2 separate regions of the Mus musculus genome follow, and region 1 is linked to region 2. A link is a contact called in public Hi-C data. All regions are on one chromosome and are shown on one strand. The core of a region is the stretch at or near the end of the contact, and the rest is flanking DNA. Distances in the headings are between cores, read along the strand shown.

Evidence for each region. A called contact is a pair of places that touch in the nucleus more often than the background predicts.
Region 1: a contact with region 2 is called in a Hi-C map of Th2 cells, with 2.3 times the contacts expected there. The contact joins the enhancer-like site here to the promoter of Tex48 in region 2. A contact is called at or near these places in 14 of 39 promoter capture datasets (the 3T3-L1 cell line, 3T3-L1-derived adipocytes, the C10 cell line and 11 more), 1 of 15 datasets of contacts at CTCF or cohesin (the NIH/3T3 cell line), 20 of 484 Hi-C or Micro-C datasets (B cells, CD8 T cells, the CH12 cell line and 14 more), 2 of 115 datasets of contacts at active chromatin or transcription factors (both in CD8 T cells) and 4 of 9 other capture datasets (adipose tissue, embryonic stem cells, liver and 1 more).

Annotation. Positions count from the first base shown.
Region 1 is chr4:63,821,088-63,826,361 of GRCm38.p6, reverse strand. No RefSeq gene overlaps it. Among named protein-coding and RNA genes, the nearest start is that of Tnfsf8, 38 kb to the left of the region's middle. Within about 2 kb of position 3,036, at least 21 of the 459 cell types and tissues checked have an H3K27ac peak or open chromatin away from gene starts, as enhancers often do. A contact at or near this core is called in CD8 T cells, Th1 cells and Th2 cells, where this site is marked.
Region 2 is chr4:63,618,151-63,624,151 of GRCm38.p6, reverse strand. Tex48 (testis expressed 48) reads left to right here and starts at 1,719. Exons shown (of 5, transcript NM_029324.3): 1 at 1,719-1,746.

The DNA.
Region 1 (5,274 bases), core at 1,787-4,286, 200 kb before region 2:
ATCATTGAGAAGAGATGTCCTTGGTCCTGTGAAGGCCCCAGTGTAGGGGAATCCCAGAACAGGTAAGTGAGAGTGGGTGGGTTGGTGAGCAGGGGGAGAGAGGATGGGATAGGGGGTTTTTGGAGGGGAGATGAGGAAAGGGGATAACATTTGAAATGTTAATATAGACAGTATCTAATAATAAAAAATAAACTTAAAAAATAAAAACATAAAATAATCCTTGGCATCATTTAAAGAATCAGATGGTATCTTCCTGGGAATCACCCTGATTTATGAAATCACTTTGACTTAAATAAAAAGTCAAAATGTGTGCTTATTCAGTATTGTTAGGGGAGGGTTTCATGAGGCTCTGCCCATAGCTGAGGGGCTATTGGCAATTGATAGCTGAGGCGTGCCTTTTTCTTTTGTGGGTGCAGCTACTGGACCCCCACACATGCACAGATTTCCCAGTGCACCTGCAGGATACACTAACTGAGCTCAGTGAACAGGAGATGAAGGTGAATAGAGTATGATGCAAGCAAGGTACATTGTATCTGAGTGTACAATTGGTAAGGATAAATAAAAGTATTTTTGGATAAAAAATTTAAATGCATGCTAAAATAAATGAGCAAAGCTTTTAAAGTTAATTGTTTAAATTTTCAACATTCAAATTACGTCCTGATGTTGGCATCACCCAGCAACTTGGAGAAAAAGGAGCATCTCTTACAGATATGGAACAGGACATGGATTTTTGTTAAGGATCTTGTTAAAGAAATATCCCAAGGTACCACTCTATCTAGAGAACACTGGCTTCTCTAGTAAAGATGATGGCTTAGAGTCTACTCTATCCCCCATTCCTCCAGCTCTGTCTACCTTTGGAAGTAGCATATCCTTTCCCTTCCTGCATCTAGGCAAATGTGACAGCCTACACATTAGAGAACGCATCAGTATATAAACACAATGCTTTCATTCATTGGAAATTATCATCCATTTTTAAACTTTGCCCTTTTGCTCACTCTCTCCGTGGGACTCTTGGGAAAGAGCTGCGGGCTGGGATAAGAGTATGCCCATTGTGGTGAAAGCTTTGGACACCATCAAGATGCTCTGGTGAGGATTGTCCCTTCCCTGTAGTAAAGAAAGGAGAGAAAACATGTAGAGATTAACAATGGGAAGAGACAGTCACTACAGCATCAGCATGCTTGAGTGTTAAGTCCTCGTAAAAGAAATTGCTAACCTTCTGACCTCAGCAAGTCTCTTGGACTCTTTGTTCCTCTGCTTTAAAATGAGAAGAATCCTTTCCAACGCCACCAAGTCAGGATACGTACTAAGTTTGAAAAGTATGCAGCTGGGGGTATTTTATTGTGGACACTTTCTCTAAAAGACCTTGGCTTGTGGAGAGCAGAGAAGGAGATAACGAATCAATGCAGGTTTGAAAGAAATAAAGGTTCATTATGCACAAAGGTGTTTCCTTCTGCATCAGGAGAAAACAGCCATTGGCTCACTCAGCAAAGACCTCCATGAAGCAAACACTCAAAGGGTGAGTATATCTACAATCCCTACAAAATGGAGAACTCCTTAGGGTCAGGCTTCCACAGAGGCAGAACACCAAGGACCCTCTCCTTAAGTCTACGCTGAGGCAGCCCCAGACCCGCCGCTGCAGATAAGCCCCTTGTCCACATAGAAATGAAGCAGAAATTCATCTCTGAAGCAGCACGAACCAAGGTGTCTGGCACAAACAGAACTTGGAAATAGAATTGCACCATCAGTAGAATGAGGGAATGACCAGCTTGAGTTATTGACGAATGTATCTCGGGGCACACGAAGCTGAAGGTCAGTCCTCCTCCAAGAGAACCCAGCCTAAGTAATTCACTATTCCATTCTCATGGCTTAGACCACAGATGACATAACTGTGGTGACCTTCTGACTCTGCCCTTTTCTGACTCTCTGGTTTCCTTTTACTAGCTGTCCACATAGAGTCAGCAGAAGCTCTGGAGTAAACAGGAAAAAAAAAATGCCCATCCCATCCCAGGATAGACAGTTGCAGCTAAGAAACCAACAGCCAAATGCTGAAGGAAACTCTGTTCCTGCTGCTGATGCATGTTCACAAAGACACAGAGCTCAACTGTGATCTTTCCAGGTTCCTCTGATGTCATTCATGATGTATTGACTTAATCCATTCTATAGCACGTAAGCACGATTGCTGACGCTTATTGAATCCAGGCAGTACGCTAAACCTTCCAGACACTGTAGGCCATTTCATGCTCCCAATAATCACATGAGATTATTGGAGAAACAGAGGTTCAAAGAAATGCAAAAGCTTGTCCAAGAGTAAGCAGCTTCTTAGCTGAAGAACCAGTTGTAAACATTCACCATCTGGCTCCCGAGTCTCATCTATCGTCAGAGAGTGGTGAGCAGCCAGGAGGCCACTTGCCTTTGTGCAAGCGTCATCCATAAGGATTTTGCCCCACCTCTACCCTTTCAGCTTAGTTAACTTGACCTTTTTCACAAAATTCCATATCAGATCTTATTTCTCAGGAGCCACTATCAGGCTAAGTTAGACCATGAGACTTAATGGTCTCACCACCAGAGTCATTCACTCTCTGCACCCTATGTGTCTGACCTTGTTCTCTGAGAACAATATCCAAATGCAGAATGCATTCCCTCCCGTGTGTACAAAGTAAAACCATCCCTCCTTCTAGTTATTCTGGCCTGATCCTCCTCCCATTCACACTCTATTCTGGGCTACAGAAAAGGACTTGCTCATTTAAGCCTCTGCAGAACCTTGAGTCTTGATTCTGGTTTCTCCACAAATGGGGTACCTGTTCTCTTTGCCACTGACACTTGGGAGTGGAAAAGTATGAATTCAATAATACCATTCACCCTAAGTCAAACCCAGTATGGCCAGGAAATAGCTCACACCCCCATACAGAATCATACAGCTCTTTCTGTAATTCGGAGTCTTGGCACAACTTTTCTGGGTTCCAGACAGGGGAAGAAGTTTGGCCACCCCCATCCCAACGTGTGTACTCATTTCCTGCCCAGGACAAACCACTTCCCTTCATGAGCGCCTGTATCTTGGGTAAAACCCCACCCCCACCTCCAGGCTGTCATCTTGTGCTGTGAGCCCAACCTCACAATCATCCAGCACTCCGGTATTAGTACTTTTTCCAAATTGTATGTGATTCATCTGCATCTACCATCATTGTGATCCCAGGAAAGCTCTTGGCACACAGTGGGTGTCTGATGTATATTTCTTCAGTAAATGGAAGATGGAGCAAATGCCATCTAAGATGCCTGCGTAGCACTTTTGGGTTTACAAGACCATTATTTCAAATGACAGATGAGAGAACTAAGCAACACTGTCCATTGATAAAGACTGGGAGACCCTGGCATTGATTTTTATTGTACTCAGTACTACACTGTATTCGGGAGTCAGCAAGAGGCAGCCTCTGCCAAATGGCTGACCATAAAGTGTTGAAGGAGCACAACTTTATCCTTCATCATTCAGAATCCATGCCTGATTTGGGGCAGTTGTGGTGAGGGAAGTGGCTATCCCAGAATGCAAGAGCTCCCGCATGCCTGCAAAGCTGACAGTTGACCCTTTAAAGAAAGCATGCTGCAGCCCTGGCTGGTATTGCTGGTGCCTTGTATGTTCAGATATATGCGCAGTGCACACTCACACACATTAAAAATTTGCCCACAGAGAGAAGTGTATCCTATCACTACTCCCTGCAGCCCTCAAGACTGCCTGCTGTGATAAGGACTGTATCAGAGTTTTTCACAATTGTGTCTGTTAGTGTTGGGGGAAATTTTTAGACCTTCTATGGACTTGGTTATATTCACTCTAAAAATATGAAGGAATTGAAAGAGTAAGAGGCAAGGAAGGAGAGAGGGAAAGTGTGAGAGAGAGAAGCAAGGAAGGAAAGGAAGAGGGTGGGGAAAGAAAGGGAGAGAAAGAAGTGCTAGAATAGCACATTGGGTGGAGGGGGAAGAGCGAGGCAGAAGGAGAGTTTGAAGGCTCATTGAGCCACATGAACATACTTCATCTCATAAAGTTTTTTTTAAATAATAGATTTTAATAAAAGTCTCTCCAAAGAAGTTATAACGAAGGCAATGCTTTAAGAAAATTATTGCTTTTTTTTTCTTTCTTTCTTTTTTTTTTTTTTTTTTTTTTTTTTTTTTTTTTTTGGTCCATGGAGTCTTTATTTTGGTTTTCAGGTAGCTACTTACTCAAGGAAGCTGAAAACAGATAATGACTTGGAGGAAAATGAAACTAATTTTTCCAATTACACTAGTAAGGGGTATCTAATGAAGCCCACATGAATATGAAAAATCCTTTATAGCTATGTTTTAGATTGCACTACTGAGATCTCTAAATTACCTTAGACAAGAGGATGTGCTTAAACATGTACCAAAGCTCATCCCTGTGACTGGGAAACACGATAGATGATAGATAGATAGGTAGATAGATAGATAGATAGATAGATAGATAGATAGATAGATAGATAGATAGATAAGCAGTGAGGAAAAGATGCCAACAGTGCCTCTCTCTGAATCACATGATGATTTGAATACAAGCTGTTCTCAAAACAAAAACTTCCTGTATTGATTTTTTCTTTTCTCCTTTTACAAAAAGGGTAAACAAGAATGATGTTCTATTTCCAAAAATATGTGGAAAAGAAGGAAATTCTGAGACAGAAGTTTCCTGACAGTGTTGCTTCATGAATTCAGGTTGTGTCAATCTTCTGTGGTCTCTTAAATTGTTACAATTCAGAAAATTGTAAGAAACTGCTGGCAACACATGTAAATCTTACCCATAAGAACATAATTTCTGGACTAGAGAATAGAAACTGATTTTCACTCTGCGGTTATTGTACAGCCATTCAAATTTTTACGTCTGTTTTTAATGCCACCCAAACTGTTAGTATCTGTAGAGAACTGTTCTTGTGAATTGGTCTACATAAAGGACAGCAGTTGTCAATTCAACAATCTTGTGACAGTATACACACAAATTCACACACAGACATACGCACAGACACACACACACACACACACACACACACACACATTATAAATCTGAATATGGGAGAAAGGCAAATACTCCATCAGAACTTCAGAAGGGATCAGGGTAATGATAGCATCAGAAATACAGTATTTTTTAAAAAAACCTAAATTTCAATTCATTGTTTTTATTATGGTTGGTAAATTTGACAAACACAGTGGAAATGAAAGAAGAATCTGAGGCCCAGATGTGCTTTTATGAAGCTTGGAAACTAATTTCGAAAATAGGTCATG
Region 2 (6,001 bases), core at 470-2,969:
CATTTTCTAAAGCTTCTTTGAGCATTTCAGAAGCAGCCTAGAGTTGAGAGCCATCATGTGGGTACATCATGTGATTCCCACATTGTAATTCAGCACCTTTTTTAGTGTATAAGTGTTTGCATGTAGAGTCCAGCGGACACCAGGCATCCTCAGCGTCATCTTCAGGAACAGCATCTACCTAGCTTTCATTATCATTATCGTTGCTGTTTGTTTTCATTTGATTACCTCTTTTGAGTCAGGGTCTCACTAGGTAGACCAGGCTGGCCTTGAACACAAAGATTCCCCTGCCTCTCAGAGTCCTAGGGTTAAAGGCATGTGCCATTATATTCAGTTTATCATTACATTTGAGACAAGGTCTCTACTGGCCTGGAGCACACCAATTAGGCTAGACTAATCAGCCAGCAAGCTCTTTCTTCACTTCCAGTACTGGGATTAAAAAATGCACAACCACACCCAGAATTCTTTTCAAAGTAAATCGACTTACTTTGGGTTAAAAAGTTCCAATACTAAGGGTTTTTTTCTAGGCAACAAATGACTGTTGAGGGAGAATTAGCCTCCCCTAGAGAAGAGCCCTTAACTGTTTATCCAACGCAAGATGGTCAGCCCTAAAACCATATGTACACAAACAGCAAAAAAAGAATAGACTCAGCATATAGTATGTATATATTTGTGCATGCCTACACATATAGCAACATATTGCATAAGTCCTAGGAATTGAACCCAGATCCTCATGCATGCACAGCAGGCATTTTATCAACTGAGCCATCTTACCAGCCCCAACTTAATACATCCTGATTACACAAAGAAATCACCAGGAAAGCTTTGAAACCATACTGGTACCCAGTGTCTAGAGTCCCTGAGATTCTGACTTGTTTAGGAATGGACCCCAGACAGTCCAAGTTTCAACAACAGTACAAGGGAAGATGATTGGCAGCCAGACCCGAGACTCTTCAGTGCTCCTATGAAGAAGCAGTGAGTGCTACTTGCCACTGGTACTTTTAAAGTTGCTTAACCCCCATCACCCACCAGCACATAAGTCCAGCACTGACTTCCATTTGTTTCCATCTTCTGTTATACCATGACCTCTACATGCATCCAAAGACAATGCTGATAGAGGGGTTTCACCTAACGTGACTCCCCCAAATAGCACCAAGATGTTCCAAGTGGGGAACTGAAAGCCCACCCCATAGGGTGAGGAAATTTCTAGGAATCCATCAGGAATCAATTCCTCTTTTTCTGGAAGATGGGTTGGGAAGAAATGTCACTTGTTTTTACACATTGCCACCACTCCCCTTCTGTGGAGTTGTTACTACAGCATCCAGGCACCTGCCCAGTGCTTACAACTCTGATGTCATTTCATCCTGGAAATACATGGAGGACACATAACTATTATTCCTATTTTACAGAAGGACAGCTGAGGCATAAAGTCCATCTCCCTGAGGTTAATAGCCAGATACATTAGGAGACAGACCCTGCCCCATGCTTTCTCGTGTAGTGCTGTAGCGCCCCCTTCTGGCCTGACACCCTCAAAGTATTCCACACAGACAGAAGAACTTGGATTTCTGTTGCTCTGAGGGACAGCAATGGTGGACAGCTTGGCATCACACACAGAAAGATGGATCATGATAGGAAGGGTCAGCAGGTCACAATAGCCTCTTTCCTCCCCGCCTTATGGTCTAGTCCAAAAGCCGGGTCACTAACGTTCTCTGTGACATCACAGCCTCCTTTCCTCTCTGCCAGCAACAAGTAAGTGGGGCTCAAAGGTAAGGCCTAAGGGTGGGAGGGGTGACATTCCCTGCACCAAAGGGATGGCAGTGTCCCCACACTGGTGGAGACCTATTCATTTGCTACCAGCATCAGACACAATCCTTCCTTGGCCTCTACCCTCAGTTTCTCTCTGCCTACCACATCCCCACAACAGTGATGAATGACCCTAAGTGACTCCTCCAGCTCTAGAATCCTGCCTGCTTCACCTTAGTGACCTTGCTTCACCTGGTCAGCATGTTCTGAAGTCTCCGGAGACCTGAAACTTAAATAGGACAGGACAAACCAAGAGCCTCTTCTTTGACTCTTGTCCCCATCTAGAGATGGGTCATAGTACTGCATGAAAGTCTCCGCCCTCCTCCACTTCAACACCAGCATCTCTTACATTCTGAGGCTTCACAGCATGCCAGAAAGCTGTGCAGGCCACTTTCCATTGCTCTGAGTCTTCACATGCCACTTTGCTTTGCTTTGCTTTGCTTTGCTTTGCTTTGCTTTGCTTTGCTTTGCTTTGCTTTGCTTTGCTTTGGGATTTCCAGGTTACAGATCAAAGAGCTGAGGTTTTAAGACGCTATATATTATTTTTCTATGAAATAATCATAAAGAGTTATACCCCAAGGGATTAGGGATGTAGCTCTGTTGGTAGAAGGCTTGCTTGGCCTGTATGAAGACCCAGGCTCCATCCCCAGTACCACATAAACTAGGGATGGTGGCCTCCACCTTTAATGCAAGCACTTGGGTGGTAGAAGTAGGAGGTTCAGAAATTTGGGGTCATTCTTGCAATATGGAGTCCAAGGCCAGCCTGAGCTACATAAGACCCTGCCTCAGAAAAATATTTACTTTCCAGATAATGCTCTTGTGAGTTGCCGGTTTCCCTAAAAGATTTCCCAATTCTGGAGAGTAGGCAATTTACAACTGCCTATCATCAGGATTTCCAGGTAAAGATATGAAGAGCACAGCAGCCTTCATAGAACCCCATTCCAAGTTCCTGAAGCACAGCCAGTGGCTGTGATCTCCAAGGCCTATAGCTAAAAGGGACAAGGGCACAATGCAGTGTACGTTTAAGGGAGAGGGAGTTTGAGTACTTGTGTTTTCTTGTATGTGCATAAGCTATTTGGAGGAAAGGTTCCTGTTTGACATGTGGCACAGAAATGGAGTTTGTTTCCAGTTAAATGGAGAGCTGTGTTTTCACCACAGATAGAAGAGAGCTTTATAGCCAGTGCATAAGGGTCTGGGGAGGCACTAAGGCTACCTACCAACTGCTAGGATTCCAGAGACAAGAGGCACTTGGGCATCTAGGACCTTCTAGTATGAGATGACAACAGTGTGCAACTCTTCCATCATATTGGCCAGTAGCACTTTCATTAATAGATGACTTGTGATAATCTGTTAGCATCTTCCCAGGGAAGTAGGTCTGTGCCTAGGATTTGTGGATACCCTTTTCCCCTCTCTGTGTTACCTCCCCCTGCTCCCTCAATCCTAGTTGTAGGAAGACCCTCTAAGCTTGTCCAAATCTTTACCACTGACACCAGCTATCCTTGAATCTTTCCACTCACAAAAATGAGGTTTCTGGCTGCAGCACTGTTTCTTCTCAGCTTTGATTTTCAGTCTCTTGCTGTGCCATGTGTTGGACCGGAGGTGCCTAAAAAGCACTTGACTCTAAACAAGCATATGCTGAGTGAATGACAGGGAACAAACCATGGCTTCAATATCTTAAGAACTGGAAAACCTGCAAACACAGCAATCAAGAAGCTGAGGCAAGCCGGGTGGTAATGTGATAATGGTGTACACCTTCCTTTAATCCCAGTACTCAAAGGCAGAGGCAGGCAAATTTCTGGGTTGGAGGCCAGCCTGGTCTACAGAGATTTCCAGGACAGAAACCCTATCTCAAAAATAAAAAATAATTTTAAAAAAAGGAAACAAAAAACTCAGAGATGGAGGAGGAAGAGAAGGAGGAGGAGGAGGAAAAAGAAGGAAGAAGGAAGAGAGAGAGAGAAAAGAAAGAGAGAAAGAAAGAAAGAAAGAAAGAAAGAAAGAAAGAAAGAAAGAAAGAAAGGAAGGAAGGAAGGAAGGAAGGAAGGAAGGAAGGAAGGAAGGAAGGAAGGAAGGAAGAAGCAGAAATAATCCAGGTCAGCCTAGGCTATATAAGAAGACTTGAAGAAAAAGGAGGAGGATGAAGAGGAGGAGGAGGAGGACGAGGAGGAGGAGGAGGCTACCTACTCCTTTAGCTGAGATCTAGGTTGACTTCACCTGTAAGGATACAATGTGAAGTATTGGTAATAGGCACCCTAGTTAGCCGAAACATACAAACACATTCTATAATACAACCCATAACTGCCAAGCTTACTCAGTTATACATCGGGGTGTGGGCTGTGTGATTGTGTCAGTTACAGTGAAAGAAAATGATCTAGATGGTCAAGGTCTCTAGTCCTTCAAACTGTGGAAGAGGACACAGCCTACCATAGGTACCAGGGAGTCAACCACTTAAAATCACCTAAGTATTTGTTGCACAGAACGATAAACCCCTGACGGCACTGGGAAGACTGGTGCCCAACCTAACAGCAAGCCTCCTTAAGTAATCATTTCTACTACCCCCATATGACAGACAGACACAGGCTATTAGTTTCCAGAAGAGTAGGAAAGCACAATGGTGCCATACAAATGCCTAGTCTCTAGAATCCCTAGGATTCTGACTTACCTAGGAATGAACCCCAGACAGTCTGAGTTTTGACAATGGTGCAAGATTTATTTTTTCCTGCAACTTCTATGTCTTAGTCAGTGTTCTATTGCTGTGAAAAGACACCATGACCTCAGAAATTTGCATAAAGAAAAGCATTTAATTGGGGCTGTCTTATGCTTCAGAAGTTTAGTCCATTATTTTCTTGGTGGAAAGCATGGAATGGCAGCACTCAGGCAGACAAGGGAACACAGGCAGATAAAGTGCTGGAGAGGTAGCTGAAAGGTCTACATCGGGATCCTCAGACAGCAAGAAGAGAAAGACACTGGGCCTGACTTGAGCATTTGAAGTCTCAAAGCCCACCCCTAGTGACACACTTCCTAGAACAAGGCCACACCTACTTTCACAAGACCACACCTCCTACTAGTGCCACTCCCCAATGACCAAGCATTCAAATCTATGAGCCTATGAGGCTATTCCTTTTTTTTTTTTTCAGCTTTTACACACTATGTTACATGGACAACTAGATCCAATTTTTTTTAATTTTTTATTAGATATTTTCTTCATTTACATTTCAAATGCCATCCCAAATGTCCCCCATACCCTCCCCCTGCCCTGCTTCCCTACCCACCCACTCCGACTTCTTGGCCTTGGCATTCCCCTGTACTGGGGCATATAAAGTTTGCAAGACCAAGGGGCCTCTCTTCCCAGTGATGGCCTACTAGGCCATCTTCTGCTACATATGCAGCTAGAGACACGAGCTCAGGGGGTACTGGTTAGTTCATATTGTTGTGCCACCTATAGGGTTCCAGACCTCTTCAGCTCCTTAGGTATTTTCTCTAGCTCCTCCATTGTGGGCCATGTGTTTCATCCAATAGATGACTCTGAGTATGAGGCCATTCCTATTCAAACTATCACACCCTATTTTAGGTCTGAGCCTTTTATACAAAATAAACTTCTTGGTTCTTCTTAGTTACCCAAGATTATTCCTCAAAAGTCCTTGAACTATTGACCCATTTTTCATTTTGTTTGTGACTCTGAGTCTTTGTCCTCAAGAGTGGCTTTCAAAGGGACTTCTCAAGTCTGTTTTGCTTTTTAATTATACAAATTGAAAATTATAATTATTTAGATATCCTGGTCTTCTCCACCTTGTAATTAAATACTTTTTCCCCTTTGTCGATGGTCAAGTATAAAATAAACATCTCAGCACAGATATGAAACACCGGGGCCAGAGAGTAGCTAACAGAAGCCAGAGTTAGATTCAGTCACTGTCTGCTGCTCTGAAATTTGAGAGGAATCTGAATATTTGTACTCTGCCAGCTCTATCTTAAATCTCCCTCACTGGATCCAGCATCTAACATAGGTGTTTTCAGGGTTTCTGTGTGTTAAAGTTGAGCTATTAGTGTGGGTGTGAGGGGAAAGTTGGATGGGGAAGGAAAGAGGCAAAGAAAGTGGGTTTCAGAAGGTTTGAGTGGGAGCAGGATCTCTTGCTTTCTTTTGTTATTTCTTCTTCCTTTGTTTTCCTCACTAGCTCATACAATCTTCTCTTGTTTTCAATGTCCC